2 separate regions of the Mus musculus genome follow, and region 2 is linked to region 1. Evidence: chromatin contacts called from public promoter capture Hi-C data. All regions are on one chromosome and are shown on one strand. The core of a region is the stretch at or near the end of the contact, and the rest is flanking DNA. Distances in the headings are between cores, read along the strand shown. Region 1 holds the start of Prelp (proline arginine-rich end leucine-rich repeat). Region 2 holds the start of Adora1 (adenosine A1 receptor).

What was found. Promoter capture Hi-C pulls out the DNA fragments that hold promoters and counts their contacts.
Region 2: a contact with region 1 is called in a promoter capture Hi-C map of hippocampal neurons, with 2.0 times the contacts expected there. The contact joins the promoter of Adora1 here to the promoter of Prelp in region 1. A contact is called at or near these places in 1 of 39 promoter capture datasets (hippocampal neurons), 6 of 484 Hi-C or Micro-C datasets (B cells, cerebral cortex, embryonic stem cells and 2 more) and 1 of 9 other capture datasets (adipose tissue).

Annotation. Positions count from the first base shown.
Region 1 is chr1:133,919,699-133,923,076 of GRCm38.p6, forward strand. It overlaps Prelp (proline arginine-rich end leucine-rich repeat), which reads right to left and starts at 1,703. Exons shown (of 3, transcript NM_054077.4): 1 at 1,557-1,703.
Region 2 is chr1:134,233,649-134,237,026 of GRCm38.p6, forward strand. It overlaps Adora1 (adenosine A1 receptor), which reads right to left and starts at 1,809. Exons shown (of 2, transcript NM_001008533.3): 1 at 367-1,809. The coding sequence starts at 707.

The DNA.
Region 1 (3,378 bases), core at 453-2,952:
TGGTTGTGGCTTCTTCTGAGATCTAGGGCTTCTCCTTGTCTTTGTGGTTGTGGTTGTGGTTGTTGTTGTTGCTGTTGTTGTTCCTTCTAGCCTTGAGGTGCTCTCCTCAAGGAAGGTGAGGGTGGATAAGGGACATTATCAACTCGTCTGTCCTCTGAGAGAGTCAAATGGGACAGACCTGTGGGGTACGGGGAGAGAGAATCTAGAAGGGATGGTTGACAGCTAGTACTAGCTCTTGGGTACCTGGGACAGGTAGCTTAGCAGGTAAGAGGAGATAGACTAAGGTAGAATGTTCTTTGTAGAATGTTCCCCCGAAGTATGGTTGCCTAGTATGGATGATGTTAGTAATCACAAGAGAGTGCCTTGTTCCCTCCTGCAGTGGCTCTCAGCCCTCACTGTCAAGACTGCAGGGGCTCCTTTTTGAGGACACCACATAGCCCTTTATGTGAATCCCAAGGGAGTTAGGGGAGTCTCAGGATGTATTAACACAGCTCTGGACCTCTTGGGTTCTGTTTGATGGGTCTGTAATGAGTGTCTGTCCCTGTTTTACTAAAGCTTCCATATTCCCTGCCTACTGCTCAGGGCCCTCTGAGGATCAAGTAGTGCCCCCCTTCTTACTGCCATGGGGCCCCTCTATTGCAGGAGAGGGGGGAGCTGTGCAAATAAGACTCCCAGGTTCCCCTCCCTGCTTCCTCTACTTCAAGCCCCCTTACCAGCTGACTGGTCAGGATAATCTCAGAATAACTTCAGAGAGAAGAGTGTTTCTGACTATGTAGTGTGTGTGTGTGTGTGTGTGTGTGTGTGTGTGTGTGTGTGGAACTGTTAACTCAGGAGTTAGGGCCTCCAAGGCTTGCAGGCAAGCTTGACTTCTTTTTGTAAGAGCCAAGTGGTTTGGGGAGGGAGACAGGAATTCGGGCTGCTGAGAGGATACTGTGTAGGCTGGAGGGCCACTTTTCTCTCCCTTCTGCCTGATTAAGTTCAAAAGAAAGAAATTTTCAAAAAAAATCACTTGATTGTTCATATCCTCCCTGACCAGCCAAGGCGTGATTGTCTTTTGGCTCTGTCATCTCAGAAGGAAAACGCTGTCTCTGGTCAGGCAGTTGAGGAGGCACGTGAGAGAGTAAGAGACAAAACCCAGTGTGTGTGTGTGTGTGTGTGTGTGTGTGTGTGTGTGTGTGTGTCTGTCTGTCTATCTTTCTGTCTGTCTTCTGCAGTGCATGGTAATACATGAAAGGTGTAGAGAATTCGGTTCTAGTGTCCAGTTCCCATGGCAACACCTGCTCTGTTCAAATTCTGTGTGCGACACAGCTCTGTGTGCTCCACAAACATCTGCACTTAGAAAGTTTAACTTCAGCAGCAAGCAAACGCTAGGATGCAGGATGTTGGAGAGACAAGAGAGTGTCATCAGGAAATGAGGAAGGCTACATCTGAACTCTTTAGAGAGGAAAAATGAGAAGGAAGAAGGCCAGGAGGGAGGAAAGAAAGATTGGACAGAGCTAGAGAGAACCCCTGGAGGAAGGAGCCTTCTAGTCTTCTCCCCCACTGCCTGAACTTACCTGCACACACCTGCCTCTCCTCTGGACTCTGGGGCACTCTTCTGTTCCTCCCCACCCTTTGCTGGAGCTGTGGCAGCAGAGAGCCAGCTAGAAGTTCTGGTCTCCCAGTTGGTGCGTGTCTGCGTGTGTCTGCCTGACTTTTCTTCTACCAGATCCTATTGGGGTGGGGAGGTTAGTTTGGGGAGGGAGGGGCAGATCAGAGGGGGGAGGGCAGGGAGGAGGAGGGAGCAGAGGAGAGAGGGAGGGAGCTTGGGAAAGGAGAGATGACAACAATAAAGTCTTTATTTGGCAGCCAAAACTCCACAGACCTCATCCACACCCGATGCCCGCTAACGGCTCACTTTTAATAATGTTTCCTGCTGCTGCTGCTGCTCTGGAGAGGGACCGTTTGACCCGTGTTTGGAAACTAAGCCAAATCAAGAGAGGAAAGCACTTGGCAAGGCCTCTGCTTCTGTGCAGGCAGGGTGGGGTCGCTGGGTCCAGCCCTGGCCACTTGAGTTTCTAACAAGCGCCTTACTTCCCTGATGTCAATTCTTCAACTCACTGAGGAGCCACGAGACACTTTTCAGAGCATACACAGTGACAATATTTCCCTATCACAGCCCAGAAGCTTGCTAAGGGAGTGGAGACTCACTGTGCAGTGGGCTGATATAAGAGGTAACTACTGGTTTGGTGGCCACTCTGGCCTGAGGATCACACAGCCAAATTAAAGCAGGTTTCCAATTGTAAATCCGCAAGCCATTGTTCCTAGTTCCTGAGGACAGTGTTGGGGCTTTTCCTCCAGCTTTGTGTCACACACTCAGGTGAGGTTTGGGGGCTGTGTGGTCATCCCACAGAAACAGGATGATGCCAGGCTCCCCAATGCATATCCACTTCCTGGAAACCAATTCAAAAGTCTCTGTTATCTGAACAATGACCCCCACCCCCGTCCCCATCTGAAAAGTCAGGCACACTTGGCTTTAAGGTGCATTCAGTACAACTTCTGGCTCAGAACCTAAGGGAAACACTTACTCAGTCACCATTAGGTCATCAGAGACCTACAAAGCCCACAAGGGACTCTTGTCACTGTCCCCTAACTCTCAAAGTCCCCGGCTCTTCCACTCACAGGAAATAAAGTGTGTTCTTAGGCAAGTCACTTGATTTTGAGATGCCCCTATTTCTGTGTCTGTGTCTCAGGTAAGACCGTGGAGCTTCAGAAGGGATTGTAGGGAATCCTAGCCAGCGTAGAGATATAAATGTCACTCACTGCCTGTTTACCTGCCTTCTTGCTATCACAACCCCCAAAAGCCTGTGCTGGAGGGAGTTGTAGGGCCTTGCTTGTGTTAGGTCAGTGCTCTACTGTGGGGCCATGGACTGTGAGCCTGTTCCTTGGTCGAGCTAAAAGTTTGAAGCCCCAGAGACCCTGAAGGGATCTAAGGAGTTTTGCCTGTTCCCAGGCACCAGGCCCCTGTCACCAGCCTCAGCCTCCCTCCTCACCCCCATAGATTTGTGGCCATCAGTCACTTGGGGGCAATGCCCCAAGCCCTTCCACATGTAGATGAGGCATCCTTAACATCTCAGACCAATTTAATAGGAAAAGAGATGTGATCTGTGGCCACTTAGGCTCAAGGCAGAGATCTCCATGCTAATGAAATACCTAGAGGCCCAGAGGGCATGGCCAGTAAGATTCCCTTCCCAGATGCTCCTCCCTGCAAAAGGTATTTAATCTCAGGCCTGCCCTGAGAAGTGGGGTATGGTTTTACACATTTACTTTCCACCATGACAATAAATGGTTTGGTCTCTTCAGACATGGGGAGCCATGGAGAAGGCCTTTGCCTACAGA
Region 2 (3,378 bases), core at 559-3,058, 310 kb after region 1:
TTCACAAGCCTATACTGGCTGTCCCTTGTCTTGCCAGCCCTTCCAAATGTTCCAGTCCCACTCCAGGCCCGACCTCACCTGCTCCCTCAGACTCTCTGGTTGCAGAGGCTCCAGGTCCCTGCACTGAGGTCATGGGCACTGTCAGGATGGTAATTCTCTGACACCCAGCCCCTCCTGTTTCTCTCACTGCAGCTCTGCTGAACATCCCCATACAGAGCCCAGGAAGGCACTTTGGGCTGGGATCCAAATGCCCGGAGAATACCTGGCTGACTAGGAGGCTTATGTGTGCTGACTTTCATCTTCTCTTGCTCATCCCCAAGCCCCACACAGGGTTGCACAGAGTACCTTGGGCTGCTATGAACTCACCGGAGAGGGATCTTGACTCGGAGGTACCGATCCACAGCAATAGCAAGCAGAGCCAGGATGGAGCTCTGGGTGAGGATGAGGACAGGACAGGCCACCATGAGGCAGGTGTGGAAGTAGGTCTGTGGCCCAATGTTGATAAGGATGGCCAGTGGGATGACCAGGGCGCCAACAGCCACATCAGCTACCGCCAGGGATACGATGAAGCAGAAGGTAGCATCGCGAAGTGCCTGGTTCACCTTCACAGCCCAAATCACCAGTACATTTCCGGGCACAGAGACCAAGGCAATGAGCACCTCGATGCCAATGTAGGCAGCCTGGAAGGCCGAGATGTACGGCGGCATGGTGGGCAGGAGCTGGGCACATCAGCAGACAGGCGCCCTGGGGCGCGAGGCCAGCACCTGTGGTCAGGAAGCCTGCGGTGGGGATGCCAGCCTGGGAAGGAGGGGGACATAGGCAGCCCTGCGAAGATGTGCCCCAGTAAAGTGATGCAGTGCCTGCCCAAGCTGGCCAGACACTCAGGCTCACTATCTGCTTAACCTCTGTCCCCTCCCCTTGTCCTTAGAGGTTCCATTCAGCAACTTAAAATAGCAGCACTCACTCCACCACTGGTTTTTGTATCAGGTGTGAGGTGGCTCCCTGTACACTTACTCCACAAGGATCCCCTGTGAATCCACAGTGCCCACAGGTGTCCGCCGACCCGGAGGCAAGGAGCTCACCATCCTGCCTGCCAACCGGTAGGGGGTCCCAAAGGCGTTGCCCTAAGTTCCCCGGGCGGCTTTCCGGAGCCGCGCCGGGCAGGGTTGGGTTCTGGGCACCGCGCGCGCATCGGCTCATCGTTCTCCAGGCTCCCGCCGCTGCGCTCCCAGCCCGGCCTTTCAAGCAATCACATGGTGTGGCAGAGGCTCAGCCCCGGACGCCTTTAAAGAGGTAGTGCCCCTGTTTCGTACCTGGGACTGGATGGCAGGCGTGATTCTGAGGGACTAAGCCCAGGACCTGGCGGGTCCACCGGCTCCCATTCCCCGCGTGCGCGCACGCCTACCCTGTGCCCACCCACCTGGGACGCCGCTGGTGCCCGATTCTTAACAGAAGCCTGGTCCAGCTCCAGCTCTGCCCAGAATCCTTACCCATCGACTGCCCCAAGGGGGACACCCCAGTCATTTCATCCACCCCTTTCCTGCACACTCATGATGCACGAACTGAGCCACAGACTTACCCAAGGTCACACCAAAGCTGGCAGAGCGCCTGGCCACCTGAACTGTCTAGCCAAGTATCCCCAGACCTCAAAACCTTGGGCAGTCGCTCCCTCAGAGGATGCCAGGGGAACCCAGGGCTAGCCAGTTATGTCCAAGGGGTGGTAGCCAGCCGAGACTCCACTCTGGCGCCGGCGCCTTCGTCGCCCCCGGCGCGGGAGCTGAGTGACAATCGGGCTCCGCACACCGGGAGGGGGAGGGGGCGGGGGCGGGGGCGGCGGCGGCACCCGCGGGCCCCTCCCTCGTCGCCCTCCGTCTCCTCCCCTACCCCCTCCTCTAAACAAAGGAAGTGATTCAGTGTGAGAAAAGCTGGGAAAACGTGAGCGTCTCGAATGGTGTGATGTATGGATCCGGCCTCGGGACAGGGACAGTACCGAGGTGCCGATTCCCGTGTTCCCTCTTTCCCTTACTCCCTCCCTCCCTTCTCAATGCAGCAGGCGGACAGCCCAAGCCCTAATCACCTGCGGGACTCAAGAGGGCCCCTCTCTGGTCTCCCACCGCCACCAACCATTGGCATCTGGGCGCCTCCCCTAATCTTAAAACCTACTCTCTTCAGGAAAGCAGTCCCAGCACTGTCAGGAGCGCACAGGCTTCCCGCACACACGTTACTTTGCAGGCAGTCTCCTGAGTCATAGCCCTTTCTCATCCATCGCTCAGAGTGCTTTTCAGGCTCTTCGTAATTTCCATTTTGCAGATGAGGATGCTGAGGCTCAGAGAAATGACCCCCACTGTCAGTGTTACACTACTATGCTCCTTCCCCTCCCCCTCCTCCTCCTTCTCCTTCTCCTTTCTGCCCCAGCACCTAAGACTACACAGTATCTAGTCCAATCCCTTGTGCTCCAGAAAAAGATTCAGGCTGGGAAATGAAAGGAACTTGCCAAAGACTAACACACTGAAGCACCAGCACAGTGCCCTTCCCACAGTGCCCTCCCCACCTCGCCCTCCCCCACAGTGTCCCTGGCCCTCACTTCATCACTGGCTCACGCACAGCCCCAAGCCTTCCCTCTCAGTGCCTTATAGAGAGATCCCACCCTGAGAAATCCTGTTTGTTGGTCAAGGGTCTGCACTGTACAGTAGCTGGGTGAGTCAGGCTAGGGGAAACCCTACAACCTGCTGCCCCCTTGCTGGATCCCAGCTGAGGAGAAGGGCTCTGCCCACAGGAGGGAGAGCAACTTCTGCTGGGGTGTGCTGCAGGAGCACAGGAAGGAGCAGTTTCCTCTGGAACCTGGGTGGCTGGGAGGAAGGGTGGGAGCTATTCGGTTTTCTCCAGAGAAAGAAGCCCAATGAGGGGAGGACACTTCCAGGAGACCCAGGGCTTCACTTCCACTTCCACCCTCAGACAACAGGGGACTGTGAGTTTGATGACAAAAGATCAGCTCATCCATGACAGGCATCCTTCCTGCCTACCTCCCATTCCTCCCTACTCCTAAGAGCAAGCTGCCATCCTGCCCCTGCCCATACCATGCGACATGAGGCTGAGATCTGCATGGCATCTGTGCCTCTTGGCTCTTTCTTTCCTTGACTCAGGGCCTTTAAGGCATAAAGCCTTTCACATAATTAATTTTAATTTTTTAAGACAAAGACTTGCTATGTAGCTCAGGTTGGCCTCGAACTCAGTCATTTTAGCTGTCTCATTCCAATACTGGAATGATAGACACAATCCAGCACGGTGTTAGGCAAAGTGAGTTTTTCGTTGGTTGGTTGGTTGGTTGGTTGGCTTGGTGCTGAGGAATGGAACTCAGGACTCTTGTGTGCTAGCCTT